2 separate regions of the Bos taurus genome follow, and region 2 is linked to region 1. The links are chromatin contacts, called in public Hi-C maps. All regions are on one chromosome and are shown on one strand. The core of a region is the stretch at or near the end of the contact, and the rest is flanking DNA. Distances in the headings are between cores, read along the strand shown. Region 1 overlaps EBPL (EBP like). Region 2 overlaps LOC112449041 (a long non-coding RNA gene).

What was found. A called contact is a pair of places that touch in the nucleus more often than the background predicts.
Region 2: a Hi-C map of an unstated tissue shows a contact between it and region 1, with 3 times the contacts expected there. The contact joins two enhancer-like sites. A contact is called at or near these places in 2 of 11 Hi-C or Micro-C datasets (skeletal muscle and an unstated tissue).

Annotation. Positions count from the first base shown.
Region 1 is chr12:19,205,583-19,208,620 of ARS-UCD2.0, reverse strand. It overlaps EBPL (EBP like), which reads left to right. Exons shown (of 4, transcript NM_001205739.1): 3 at 2,715-2,853. Among named protein-coding and RNA genes, the nearest start is that of EBPL, 26 kb to the left of the region's middle. Within about 2 kb of position 1,545, at least 13 of the 102 cell types and tissues checked have an H3K27ac peak or open chromatin away from gene starts, as enhancers often do. A contact at or near this core is called in skeletal muscle, where this site is marked.
Region 2 is chr12:19,385,532-19,388,634 of ARS-UCD2.0, reverse strand. It overlaps LOC112449041 (a long non-coding RNA gene), which reads left to right. Exons shown (of 4, transcript XR_003037498.2): 2 at 599-2,087. Among named protein-coding and RNA genes, the nearest start is that of SPRYD7, 29 kb to the left of the region's middle. Within about 2 kb of position 1,749, at least 48 of the 102 cell types and tissues checked have an H3K27ac peak or open chromatin away from gene starts, as enhancers often do. A contact at or near this core is called in skeletal muscle, where this site is marked.

The DNA.
Region 1 (3,038 bases), core at 296-2,795:
TGTTTGTTTCTCCATTAAATGCACTTTATTTCTGTAATTCAAATTATTTCTTAGCACAAGTTCCATAAGAGGCCGTTTGATTTAGGGAGTGAGAGCTGTGTTTCAGTTCATACACACTTCCGCAAGGTGGGGGCAACTGACGCACCACTCGAGGGTCTATGTGGGGCTCGTGTTAAGTGACCCCCTCCTCTAACTGGCCCTTGAGACTGGACCGGGAACCTTTTGGGACAGAAACGAATGGTGGGCTGGCCACTGATCTGTGGGGTGCTTATCCTCACTTCATCGCCTTGATTGCTGGCGGTTGGACGGCATCCTCGACTCGATGGACACGAGTGTGAGCAAACTCCGGGAGGTGGTGAAGGACAGGGAAGCCTGGCATCCTGCAGCCCGTAGGGTCACAAAGAGTCAAATGCAACTGAGCAACTGAACACCAACAGTGGGAGGTCTGGGAGTAAGAGAAGAGCCTGAGATTAAGATCCAGGGTTGCGTGTGCCTTGACTCCTGGTAAAATCCAGAGGCCCTCAAACACCCTCAGCACACAGCCCCTCCCCACCCTGCTTGCCCGTATAATGGAAGTCTAGACAAGCAGCCCCCAACCCCACACCCTTCCGGCTTGCAGACCAGCACGGCGCCTGTGTGTCCCTAAGGAGCCAGCTTCAGTGCCCTGCCAGCGCTCAGAACTACTCCAGCAGGCCAGCCACGTGGCCCGTGGGAGCAGGGCTCACCCACCCTTAGTGCACAGCCCGCCTCCCATGGCCCCCCCCCCACCCCATTCCCTCTGTGTCCTAGTACGGCCCCCCTGTGGCCCCCCGTGGCCCGTGTCCTCCTCTCCGAGCCTGCGAGTCTCACATCACCGAGGAGCCGCCGTCAGCCTCATCCGTCCAGTGTCGCCCGCCTGTTGTGTGCTGAGCCGCCCCATGAGCCCAGGGTGGACTCTCTCCCTCCCCTGTAGGGTGAGGAGGAGGTGATCCGAACCCCTCATCTCCTGGTCTGTGCAGTGCCTCCCTGGCCCCATTCTCTGCCCCCGTCACTTACTGCATGAGCCACCAGCAGGCAGACTTTGTGTTCTGTGCTAGGCATTCTTGAGGTCTAGCACAGAGGCGTCTATATGCTACTTCCTGGTGGTCCAGTGGCTAAGACGCCCCACTCCTGATGCCCCGGGTTCAATCCCTGGTCAGGGAACTAGATCCACATACTGCAATTAAGAGTTCCCGTGCTGCTCCTAAAGATCCCGAGTGCTGCAACAGAGACTGAAGATCCCTTGTGCCACAGCTAAGACCCAGCGCAGCCAAATAAATTTTTTTTTTTTTAATGAATGAATAGGGTTATTTTTGTGAATGTCTGAATACCCACTAATCTCTTCGCTCCTAAAGCACTGACCTTGCACTTGTGATATTTTCTTAGATTTTGGGTACGCTAGGAGCTGTATCCCACCTGTTGTATCTGTGTTTAAAGGGAAAACTTTTACTTTCACTGTTAGCTGTTTTCCGGTGAGGTCACGGCTGGCAGTCAGCTCAGGACAGGCTGGACGCCTCTGCCAGTTGCGTCTGCCTCTCAGACTCTCCACTCAGCGTGTCTCTCTGTGTTATCTCATTTAATAGCTCACTCTGTTTACTGGCCTGTCCTTTCCCTGAGGACAGCCTTTCATCAGAAACCTCTGTCCCCAGCCCCGGAGGGACCCTAACTCTAACCATTAAGAGACTGTTGTTTTGTGCTGTTCAGACCAATCAATCAGATCATGTAGCTAATTTGGGACCATTCATAGCTTTCCTAAGTTATGTGAGAACCGTAGTTGAAGCAAAGAGGTGGGGGCTTTGGGGTGTTTTTTTCCCCCACTGGTTATGTGAGATCTTAGGACCAGCATGTATTACTTTGGCAAACAGAAAAAGAAAGAGATAAAGACAGAGAAAAAGAGGAGGGAGAGGAGGAGGAAGGAAAGAAGAGAGAAGGAGGGAAGGAAATATGACTTCATGCAAGGCCCGCGGTCCAGGCCTTGCATGAAGACTCTCTGACCTCATGGTGCTTTCTAGAAGAAACCATCCTGATAATGGGGTCTGAAAAGATTTCTTAGTGCACACCTACCCCCGGGTCAGCACAACTGGGGCTTTTGTGGTGGCTGTTGTTAGTGAATACTGTGTCTGTAGCAGACTGAAATGCCCTCTTTGTCCATTTCAGATTCATTCTGTAGTCCAGGCTGTGTTGCTCCCCTCCCCTCCTTGCTGGCCCCTCAACACTCAATTCCTCTTCAGTTATTAATAAATGTGTTTTTATAAACATTTCCTGAACAGTAATTTTCCCACGTCTGACTAATACAAACTTTATATTGAAATTTTAAAGTTAGGAATTATAATGCATCTACCAAGATAATTATTAAAGATTACTTTGCAAAGTCTGACTGTGTCGAATTGGTTTAGAATTCTGCTGCTTATGATGGAAAAGGAGGAGGTGAAGAAGCCACACCTGTGAAAGCACTTTGGAAAATGCAAATCATTTTACAAATGTAACGTGATGTTGTTATCATCACTTGTGTCCGGTGGTAATGGGTTTTTGTCTCAGGACCCCTCTTTCCTTCCACTAAGGCATCATGAAGACTGTAGAGAGAATGGCAGTTCAGTTATTCTTTTTACCTCCTCCAAATGTGGTGGGGGGAGGTCATTTCCACCAACTGTCCTAAAAATAGTTGCCAGATGAGTAACAAAGTGTTTTGTTTTTAGGGAAAGAATATGGCAAAGCTGATGCAAGATGGCTTTATTTTGATCCAACCATCGTGTCTGTGGAAATTCTGACGGTCGTCCTGGGTGGATCTCTGGCCCTGGTCCTCGTTTATGCCATCGTCAAAGAGAAACATTATCGGTAAGTGCTCTTCCCTATCCGGCTGGAAAGAGGAGAAACACCAGCTGTCCCGATGCCAAAGTGACATGTGGAGTGGATGACGACCACCGTTCTTTGTTAGACGAAAAGTGGAGTAGAAAATCATCTGATATAGCTTAATTTCGGATCGGTCAAAATAAAAAACACTAGAAATATGATGGTAGTGA
Region 2 (3,103 bases), core at 500-2,999, 180 kb before region 1:
TCCCTCCACTATTTTCTTAATCAGTTGTTGCTATTGAAAAATTTGATGCCATCTGACTTCTCTTTTTGAGATATTCTCTTTCCCTCTGCCGTACTTTAGAATTTTCTCTGCTTCTTTGAAATTCTTAATTTTACTGTAAAATATCCTGGTGTGGAATTTTTTCATTATTTCTCCTCTATAACTCTTTCAATCTTTCATCATTTATAAGTTACAAAAAATTATCTCAATTTCTCCTCGAACACTTCTTCCTCTTCATTTTATTTTTCCTCTCTTTCTAGGACTCTTCTCAGTCACATGATAGTATTCAATACTTCTACTTCTATCTTCCAAATAACCTAGCTTTTAAAAAATATTTTATATCTCTTTGTAAAATAAAATTTAAAATATTTTATATCTCTTTCCTCCTTCCTTCTGAAAGATTTCCTTCACCTGGTCTTCCAAGTTGCTAATTTGTTCTGCAGCCCTATCCATTCTGTTATTCATCCACCTGATGTGTTCTTTTCAACTATTATTGATATATTTTTCACATCTAAGATTTCTTATGTTTGTTTTCTTGTTTTTGTTTATATTGCCATATATTCTTTTATCTTTTTTGAAGGACAGTTTTGCTGGATATGGCTTCCCCAGTAGCTCAGATGGTGAAGAATCTGCCTGCGATGCAAAAGACCCATGTTTGATCCCTGGGTCGGGAAGATCCTCTGGAGAATGAAATGAAAACCCACTCTAGTATTCTTGCCTGGAGAATTCCATGGACAGAGGAGCTTGGCGGGCTACAGGCCATGGGGATCCAAAGAGTCAGACATGATTGATAGACTAACACTACAACTACTACTAATCCAATATGACTGGTGTTTTTAAAAAAGAGGAAATTGGGGGACAGACATGCATACTGAATGAAGACAGTCATCTACAAGCCAAAGAGAAAGGCCTGGAAAAGATCCCTCCCTCAGGGCCCTCTCAGGAAGAACCAACTCCATCTTATTTCAGACTTCTGTCCTCCAGAATTGTGAGATGATACATTTCTGTTGTTTAAACCACCCAGTCTGGGGTTTTTTGTTATAGGAGTCTTAACAAATGGCCTCCCTGGTGGCTCAGTGGTAAAGAATCCACCTGCCAATGCAGGAGACACGTTCGATCCCTGGGAAGATCCCCTGGAGGAGGAAATGGCAACCCACTCCAGTATTCTTGTTTGGGGAATGCCATGGACAGAGAAGCCTGGTAGGCTACTGTCCATGGTTTCATAAACAGTTGGACATGACTGAGTGACTCAACAACAACAACAGATTAACACAAATCTCAACTTCGGCATGTTTCAACTGTGCAAATACCTTCTTTTAGGGTGCTTCAATTGCCTCACCCGAAAAACAGAGGATAAACCTTCCCTCGCAGGGCTGCTGAGAAGTTTAAACAAGATAAGGCTAAGTGAAGAGCACCCAGTTCCCACACTGGAACAGAGTAAATGCTCGGTAAATATTACTTGAGTCTTTCCTTCTTGAACAAACCAAGTATTTCTTTCAGTTTACCCGACTGTGGTCAGCTCAGCAGCCGGGGGATGCAGCCTGGTACCATCGAAAGAATCCGCTCGAAGCCCTTGGAAAACACAGAAAAAGGCTTTGACAGCTTTGGGCGGCCCCTCTTCACCCTGTGCCTTTGGCCAGGGGTGCCCCTAAGGTTTCTATTTCGCCCTGTGCAGGAAGAAACCTGTTCCGGAGGACGGCCTCTAGGGGGCGCGCTGTCTTCAGAGCTCGAGCCTGGACTGGCCCCTCGAGCGAGGCAAGGTGGCTCTGAGGCCTCGCGGAAGGCGCGTCCCCCTTCCTCCCCGCGCAGTTTGCTCTCAGTAACTCCGGGAACCGGAAACCCCCTCACTTTCCAGCCCTTCGATGAGCGCGCACTGATGCCCCGTGTGCTATATCCCTTACTCTGGACAAACCTGTCTTACAGCTAAGTTAATGCTCAGAGAGGTTAAGTAACTGGCCGAAAGTCACGCAGCCAGCGGACTAGAACCCATCTCTTCCCGACTCCAAAAGCAGCAAAACATCTTTGTGGCCCAAGAAGCGCCAAGTGTTCAGTTCTCCAAAGGGAGCCAGGTGAGTTGCAGACCTAATCATGGACCCACCAAAAGACCCCAGGGACAAGAGAACCAAAACAGCCTTTATTAACACTGTCCTTTTCTCCTTGGAGCTTGCTGTTGCTTCTGAAGCCCTGTGTCTCTGCCTCTCTCTCTACCTCTCCAGTGGTGATTTTTTTTTTTTTAAGCTGCCCTGACTCATTCTGAAAGTGAAGTCATTGGAGGTTAATTCCTTTTCCTTCTTTTCTCCTCAGATGGTTGATTTTCACAGCCACTCCAAACGAGTGTTCAGGACAGTGTAGGAGCAAATGTTTTAACTGTTTATTGCCTCCACTGAAGGAGTCAGGACACATTAAAAAACAGCAGTAGTGACTGCATGTAATTGATGGCTGATGTCTACACTGCTGGGCAACAGCAGGGTTTTTCCTCTGAGACATAGTCTCCCGTGCCAGAAAAAATAACCAGTGTAACATGATGTTCCTTGACACTGAATTTGTACTCCGAGTCTGTCCAGGTGATATTCTCCAGCTCCTTCGGGCAATTGTTCGTTCACCCACCCACCCATCCATCCTGCCAACAGTTGGGAGCCCAAAGCACGCACACCACGGAGCCCTGAACCTTGACTGTATCTGCCTACAGGACCATTGTGATCCAGCAGAGCAGCGCTCACGGGAGAACTGACACCAAGCCCATATTCAGAAAACACTCTTTAATGAAGGCCATGCTCATGCAAAAGATGTCAGTTCTTTCTGGACTTTTTGTTGTCTGGTCTTGTGTCAGTTCTTTTTTTAAGAGTATAGGAGTGGGACTTCCCCGGTGGTTCGGTGGTTAAGAATCGGCCTTGCAGTGCAGGGGACGGAGATTCAATCCCTGGTTGTGGAACTAAGATCCCACGTCCCATGTGCCTTGGGAGCAACTAAGCCCGTGCACCGTAACTAGAGAGTCTGTGGGCTGCAAAGAAAGATCTATCATGAAGCAAGGAAGATCCCGAGTGATCCAACTAAGACCCAATACAGTCAAATAAATAAACAAATT